2 separate regions of the Mus musculus genome follow, and region 2 is linked to region 1. Evidence: chromatin contacts called from public ChIA-PET data. All regions are on one chromosome and are shown on one strand. The core of a region is the stretch at or near the end of the contact, and the rest is flanking DNA. Distances in the headings are between cores, read along the strand shown. Region 1 overlaps Osbpl11 (oxysterol binding protein-like 11). Region 2 has its middle 25 kb from the start of Muc13.

What was found. ChIA-PET counts read pairs in DNA pulled down with a chosen protein or histone mark.
Region 2: a contact with region 1 is called in an RNA polymerase II ChIA-PET map of memory CD8 T cells, with 6 read pairs. The contact joins two enhancer-like sites. A contact is called at or near these places in 3 of 115 datasets of contacts at active chromatin or transcription factors (the HPC-7 cell line, memory CD8 T cells and trophoblast stem cells) and 1 of 9 other capture datasets (embryonic stem cells).

The regions. Positions count from the first base shown.
Region 1 is chr16:33,198,556-33,201,646 of GRCm38.p6, forward strand. The region is part of intron 2 of Osbpl11 (oxysterol binding protein-like 11); the gene reads left to right. Among named protein-coding and RNA genes, the nearest start is that of Osbpl11, 15 kb to the left of the region's middle. Within about 2 kb of position 1,451, at least 20 of the 459 cell types and tissues checked have an H3K27ac peak or open chromatin away from gene starts, as enhancers often do. A contact at or near this core is called in memory CD8 T cells, where this site is marked.
Region 2 is chr16:33,768,598-33,771,353 of GRCm38.p6, forward strand. It overlaps a transcript of Heg1 not described here. Among named protein-coding and RNA genes, the nearest start is that of Muc13, 25 kb to the right of the region's middle. Within about 2 kb of position 1,339, at least 105 of the 459 cell types and tissues checked have an H3K27ac peak or open chromatin away from gene starts, as enhancers often do. A contact at or near this core is called in memory CD8 T cells, where this site is marked.

The DNA of each region.
Region 1 (3,091 bases), core at 201-2,700:
GCCCTGGCTGTCCTGGAACTCACTCTGTAGACCAGGCTGGCCTCGAACTCAGAAATCCGCCTGCCTCTGCCTCCCGAGTGCTGGGATTAAAGGCGTGCGCCACCACGCCCGGCTCATTTCTTAAAAAGAACAAAAACGCCTTCACATTGCATTTCTGACCGCTGTGTTGGAGGTCGTGAAGCACTGCATAAACAGATTAGCTCTTGAGTGTGGGATGGAGAGGTTGAAGGATGAGATGGGAATGGAGGGATTAAGACGCTGTTGAGAAGCCAGAGGCTTAGGGAGCTCTGTGGCTTGCCAAGCTACCTCTTCTGTGCATTGCAAAAAGATTCTCAAGGGACAAAAGCATTCGGCCTTTGCCATCTATTCAAGGCAGTGTCCTTCCCTCTAAGTCATTTCTATTTTGACCAAAAGCAGCTTTGAGCAGGCTGGAAATACCTACCTAGCATGAGTGTGCTCTAGAAAGTATTGCTTGATGACTGCTAAGATAGCTCAGTTGACAGGCCAGCAGGAAGGCTCAGGGGCACCCACATGGAGGGAGGAAAAGACTCCTGCAAGCTGTCTTCTGACCTCTACAAATGCACCATGGCACAGTCGTGCATACACCACATACATGAATGGATGTAATACAAAAAAGATGGCTCAGTTGGCAAATCACTTGCCAGCCACATAGGCTTGAGGACCCAAGTTTGATCCTCTAAGCCTATGTTTAAAAGCCAGGCATGGTGGCTCACACTTGTAATACCATCACTGGGCAGCCATCTAAAATGGAGAGTTCCAGGCCATTTTGAGATCCTGTCTCAAAAATAAGGTGGATAGCATTCTTGAGAAATGATACCCGAGGTTGTCTCTAGCCTAGCCTGCAAACAGTTTACACGAAACAGTTAATAACTTGAGCTGGGCATGGTGCTATATGTCTAATTGCAGCACCCAGGACTGAGGTGGAGGATCAGGTGTTTAGAACTGTCCACAGCTACGGAGGGAGTCGGAGGCCAGTGAGGAGTGGCCCTGTCTGTGCTCTTTCGCCTCCACCCTACCCCCGAAAGAATGGCTGGCTCCGGAATAGTTTCCTGACCCCACTTGCTTTCAGTTTGGACTCTAGACCTTGAAGGCATCTCAGGATCTATGCATGGCTTCTGGAAGCCTCTGGAAGGTCGGAGCAGAGGAGCACGCAGCTGTCTTCCTGTTAGAGCCATCACTAGTGTTTGTTTGTTTCTGAGTTAGAATACCGTTGTGTGTGGTGAGGTTTAAGGAGTGGATGCCCCTGAAGCATGACATAGTTACTTCTTCAAACTAGCGGTCTTTCACTCTGCAGTTGTAAAGGCAAACAAACCAAACCCACAGCACCTTGCCGTATCTCCCTTTAACAAGAATGGTGAGTGTTGTGCAGAATGTTAACCTCCAGTGGACTCAGCCCTGACTCAGACCTGTCTAGTGTATCGCGCAGGCCAGCCTGCTAGGACATACCTAGATGAAGAGTCTAGTGCCTTTGAAGAAGTTGGCTGGCTTTCCCTCCCTCACTGTGTGGGCCATCTTTCTCTAGTCTGTACACTTCTTTTTCCTCCTGCTACAGGGGCCTTGAACCACAGGCCTTGCATGTGCTAAGGAAGTTCTGCACTGAGCTGTCTCTTTAGCCTTTGTCTATTTTTAATTTTGAAGTTTTATCTCAGTAAGTTGCCTAGACAGGCCTTAAATTTGGAATCTGCCTCGGCCTTCTAAATGCTAGGATTATGGCCAAAGAACCAACACACTTGGCTTGGATGATTTTTTTTTTCTTCAATATAATATTTCTATTGATTCTTTGGGAATTTCACATCATATGCCCGATTACACTCGCTTCCTAGTCCTTCCAAGGGAGTGTCCCCACTTCTCTCATTGCACCACTAACAAAACAACGAAGCAAACCCAAAACAGACAAACCAAAAAAAAAAAACAACCAAGTCCATTTCGTGTTACCTGTATACTCACTGGTACATGGTCAAACTCTCAGTGGCCTGCCTCTCAAATAGAACTGAGTCATTTGCTTCCCGAGTCCCCACCAGAGCCGTCAGGTGTGGAGAGCTGACGTCATCGTCCTTATCACACTTTTTTTAAAAAACAGTTTTAGAGCTTTATTGTAGAAAGGCAGGGAGAAAGAGAGAAGATAGAAAGACAGAGAAACCTGCCATGGCCACGTGGAGAGGGGAGAAGGGAGAGAGAGAAGCAAGGCTAGAGATGAGAGTAAAAGTGAGAGTTTAAGAGCCCTTATCACACTTGTAAGACTTCTCTTCGATGGCTTCCTGTTTAGACTGTTACTTTTTGGGGGGTTGGGGTGGTGAAGGGGAAGGAGTCGTCAGGGAAGCCTTCTTCTGTGTTCTTTTCTCAACTGTGCGTGTGCAGTTATCAGTGTCACTGCCAAGGTAGACTCCTTGCTCTTTACAGTCAGCGGGAACACAAATCATGGACTTCCACATAGTTTTTGGTGACAGCTCTGACCATGAACATGGCCCTTGCCTGCAATAGGACCATGGACTCAGACAAGTTCCTCAGAGGCCCTGACCACAGACATCAAACATGGTCTCCAGTGGCTGTATAGACAATTCACACCAACATACAACCTGTGCACATCAGCATGGTCTCAGGCTGTAGCACTGACCACAGATAGCTGCTTGGCCTTCAGTGGTAAAAGGGGCCACAGACATCAGCACAGACCCCGGCCTTAATAAGACCACAGATCATTGGTGGTCTTTGGTGGCAGCATGGGACCTGACATCACCATGGCTTCAAGTGGCAGTACAAGCCACTCAATGACACCTCAACTACAGCACAGCCCACAGACATCAACTTGGACAGGCCCTGGCTGCCACAGGGCTGCTGACCCTCACACAGGCCTCAGTGGCACCATGGGCTACACTGGTCCTGGGAAGAGATCCAGGACATGAAGTGAACTGTTCCTCATTCCGGGCCTACATTATTGCTGTCACTCCCAAGGTCAGACTCCGTGTTGAGGACCTGAGGGCTAAGTCTACTGTGTAAGCTGCAGGCTACTACTGCATACCATCCTGTGACTCCACTGGGCAGTGACATGTTCCCCTGGTGACCTCAGCTCTCA
Region 2 (2,756 bases), core at 89-2,588, 570 kb after region 1:
CAGCTGGCAGCACAGCTGGTGAACACCTGTGTAGGGGGCAAACTCCCAGGTGGTGAACACCTGTGAAGGGGGCAGACTCCCAGCTGGTGAGTCAAGAGTACAGGGCCAGGAGCCTCAAGCCCCACAGAATGAAGTACTCTGTTCCTGGGAAGAATTCCAACATCCAGAAAAGTGTCCTGTGAGTTCCAAAATTGCTTGTTGACTCACAAGTTTGGCCCAAATAGAACGGAGTGAAAGTTTTCATTTTGTTCTTTTATTACTGTGAAAAACACCAGGAGAGCCCCCAAACAAGGGTGCATTCACAGTGGGTCTACCATTTGTAGGTAGGGGAGAAGCTTTCGGTAGAAAGGCCTCTGCCCACCATTGGGATGAAGGGGGTGTGGGTGCTCTCCTACTTGGGGTTACATCCAGAAGGAGCCCCAAGAGGACACCAGCAACCCATGAGCAGAACAGACAGGCTGAGCCCATGCCTGGACACGCAGAGTCTTTGCTAGACAGAAGTGCTCAGAATGGATAATTTGTGTGCATAAAAGTGTCACAGTCCTGAATTGGGCTCCCATGACAAGGGAAGTAGGCAGAAGGGAAAAGCCACACTGCCTAGGAGATAATGAAATGGAGAAGATCCAGGCCAGGTAGAACTTGTTTATCCTGGGGGCATCAGGAACAGGGTTAAAAAGGAGGGTCTTCCTAGTTCCAGCCTGAGCTCTCTAAAACTCCAAGGTTTTTTGGTTTTGTTGTTTTTTTTTTTTTTGTTGTTTGTTTTCTTTTTTTCACTTCATGAGCCAGCTCATGACTACTGGGGCCTATTTCTTAGGAGGAGAAATAGCATCATGTGTTCCCACCATGGGCCTGGCTCTATGCATGTAAGGTAGGTATCTGGCCTTACAGCATGTGGGTTAGCCAGTGCTGAGCACTCAGAGGAGAAGCATGGGAATGTAGTTTCTGTGGCAAACTGCCTGCTTAGCATGTATAACGCCCTGGGGTTTAGCCTCGGAACCACATAAGCAGGGCAGAGTGGTACACTCTTAGAACCCCAGCCCTCAGAAGGTTGAGGCAGGAGGATCAGGAGTTCAAGGCCTTCCTGAAGAACAGGACACCCTGTCTTAAAAAAAGGGAAATACTGGCAGGTTTGTGGTTGGCAAGAGGCATATTGGTACGTGGCTTGGGCCCTCAGAAGTGAAAGGGGGTGGTCTAGGTGGGTTTTTGACATGAACAGCCAGGCTGAGGCAACCCTGTGAGGGCTGCCTGCCTTATTCTCAGACTCCCACGTAGTAGAAGTGTGAACCTATGTGGGCTGGGGGTGGAGTTGAGTGTCTGAGGTGCTGAGTGATCTTCTTAACTGGGGAGGTTGCTTCTAGAAGCGTCTTAAGTCATGTTGAACCAGAACTACTGTACGGTTAGAGCAGTCAAGCTGCCTGGTGGTATTTGAGGTCAAAGACTGAGCTGACTATTAGACTATTGTGGTCTAAAAGAGGAAGTCGTAAAAGACAGCCCGTAGAGGAGAGCAGTGTTGTTGGAAAGAGACTGGAGGAAAGTCTACCAAGATGCTGTCTATTCAGGTGTGAAGTTCCAGAGTGGGCACGGTAGCATCACCCCGGTGTGTGGCCTTTGGGTGCCTCCTTAAGCCACTTTGCCTAGTAGTGACCTGTATGGGTCTCTATAACTATGGGGCTTTGCCCAAAGCAGTAAAGCTGTACAGCCAAGTTGCTCTTGGCTTAGTGTTTCATAACACACTCAAAACTAGGGGCTTTACCCATATTTCTAAATTTATGTTCATTTTTCTTTTGAGACCAAAGCAATTCTTTGGGTAGAAGGACAATACAAGGTTTTGCATTTTGATATTTTATTTAAAACAGTCCATTACAGCAGATAGAAATGTTTATTTCCCTGAAAGCTCTTTTTCTTCTTCTGCTTCTATGGGAGGGTAGAGTCAGGAGTGGACCCCAGGGCCTTGCGCATACCAGACAAGTGCCGCCCTGTGGATCTGCACACCCCCAGCCCTCTCATATCTTCTTGACAGTATCAGTTCAAGGTTCTAGTCTTGTTCCAGCATGTTTGGTTACGGAAATGGTTCTGTAGCTTGCCTTTGGGAATATGTGTTCTTTTCTTTTCTTTTCTTTTCTTTTTTTCTTTTCTCTTCTTTTCTTTTCCTTTCTCAAATCCCCAAAGAAGAAAACACAATAGGAACATTGAAGTTAAAATAATCACTTTAAACTCTTTTTAAAATAACAGGTTAAGATAATAGGAACATTAAAGTATTGAATGTCAATCAATTCATTGTACTTTGGTGTCTCCACAAGGTCACACCCCTTTATGTCTGTTGCAAACTTTAGCCTGCACAGTAGCCTGTGAAACCAAAGGGGGACCATTTAGGTCTGAAAGGAGGCAGGTCCTGGCCTGCCTCTGTCACATGGGCATCTTCAAAGAAAACATTTTTCCAGTGGGGCTGCCTGGTAGATTCTGCTATATAATTTTAAATGATGGGCTCAATATCCTTGTTCTGAATTGTTGAGGAATGTGTGTTCCTCAACAGGGTAAAAAATAGTGATGGGGCGGAGCCAGTTTGTCAGGGGAACTGAACCGACTCCCTTAACTCTGGGCATTACCTAGGCCTGCTCTACAGAGAAAAGGACAGTTTGCCATGAGTTGCTGTGATGCATGTGTGTTGCTGGTGTTACAGGTAAACGGGGATGAGGCTGCAGTACAAACTCCGTTCTGTTTGTCCTGGATCTTGTTCTGTATACCTTTAATGCTGA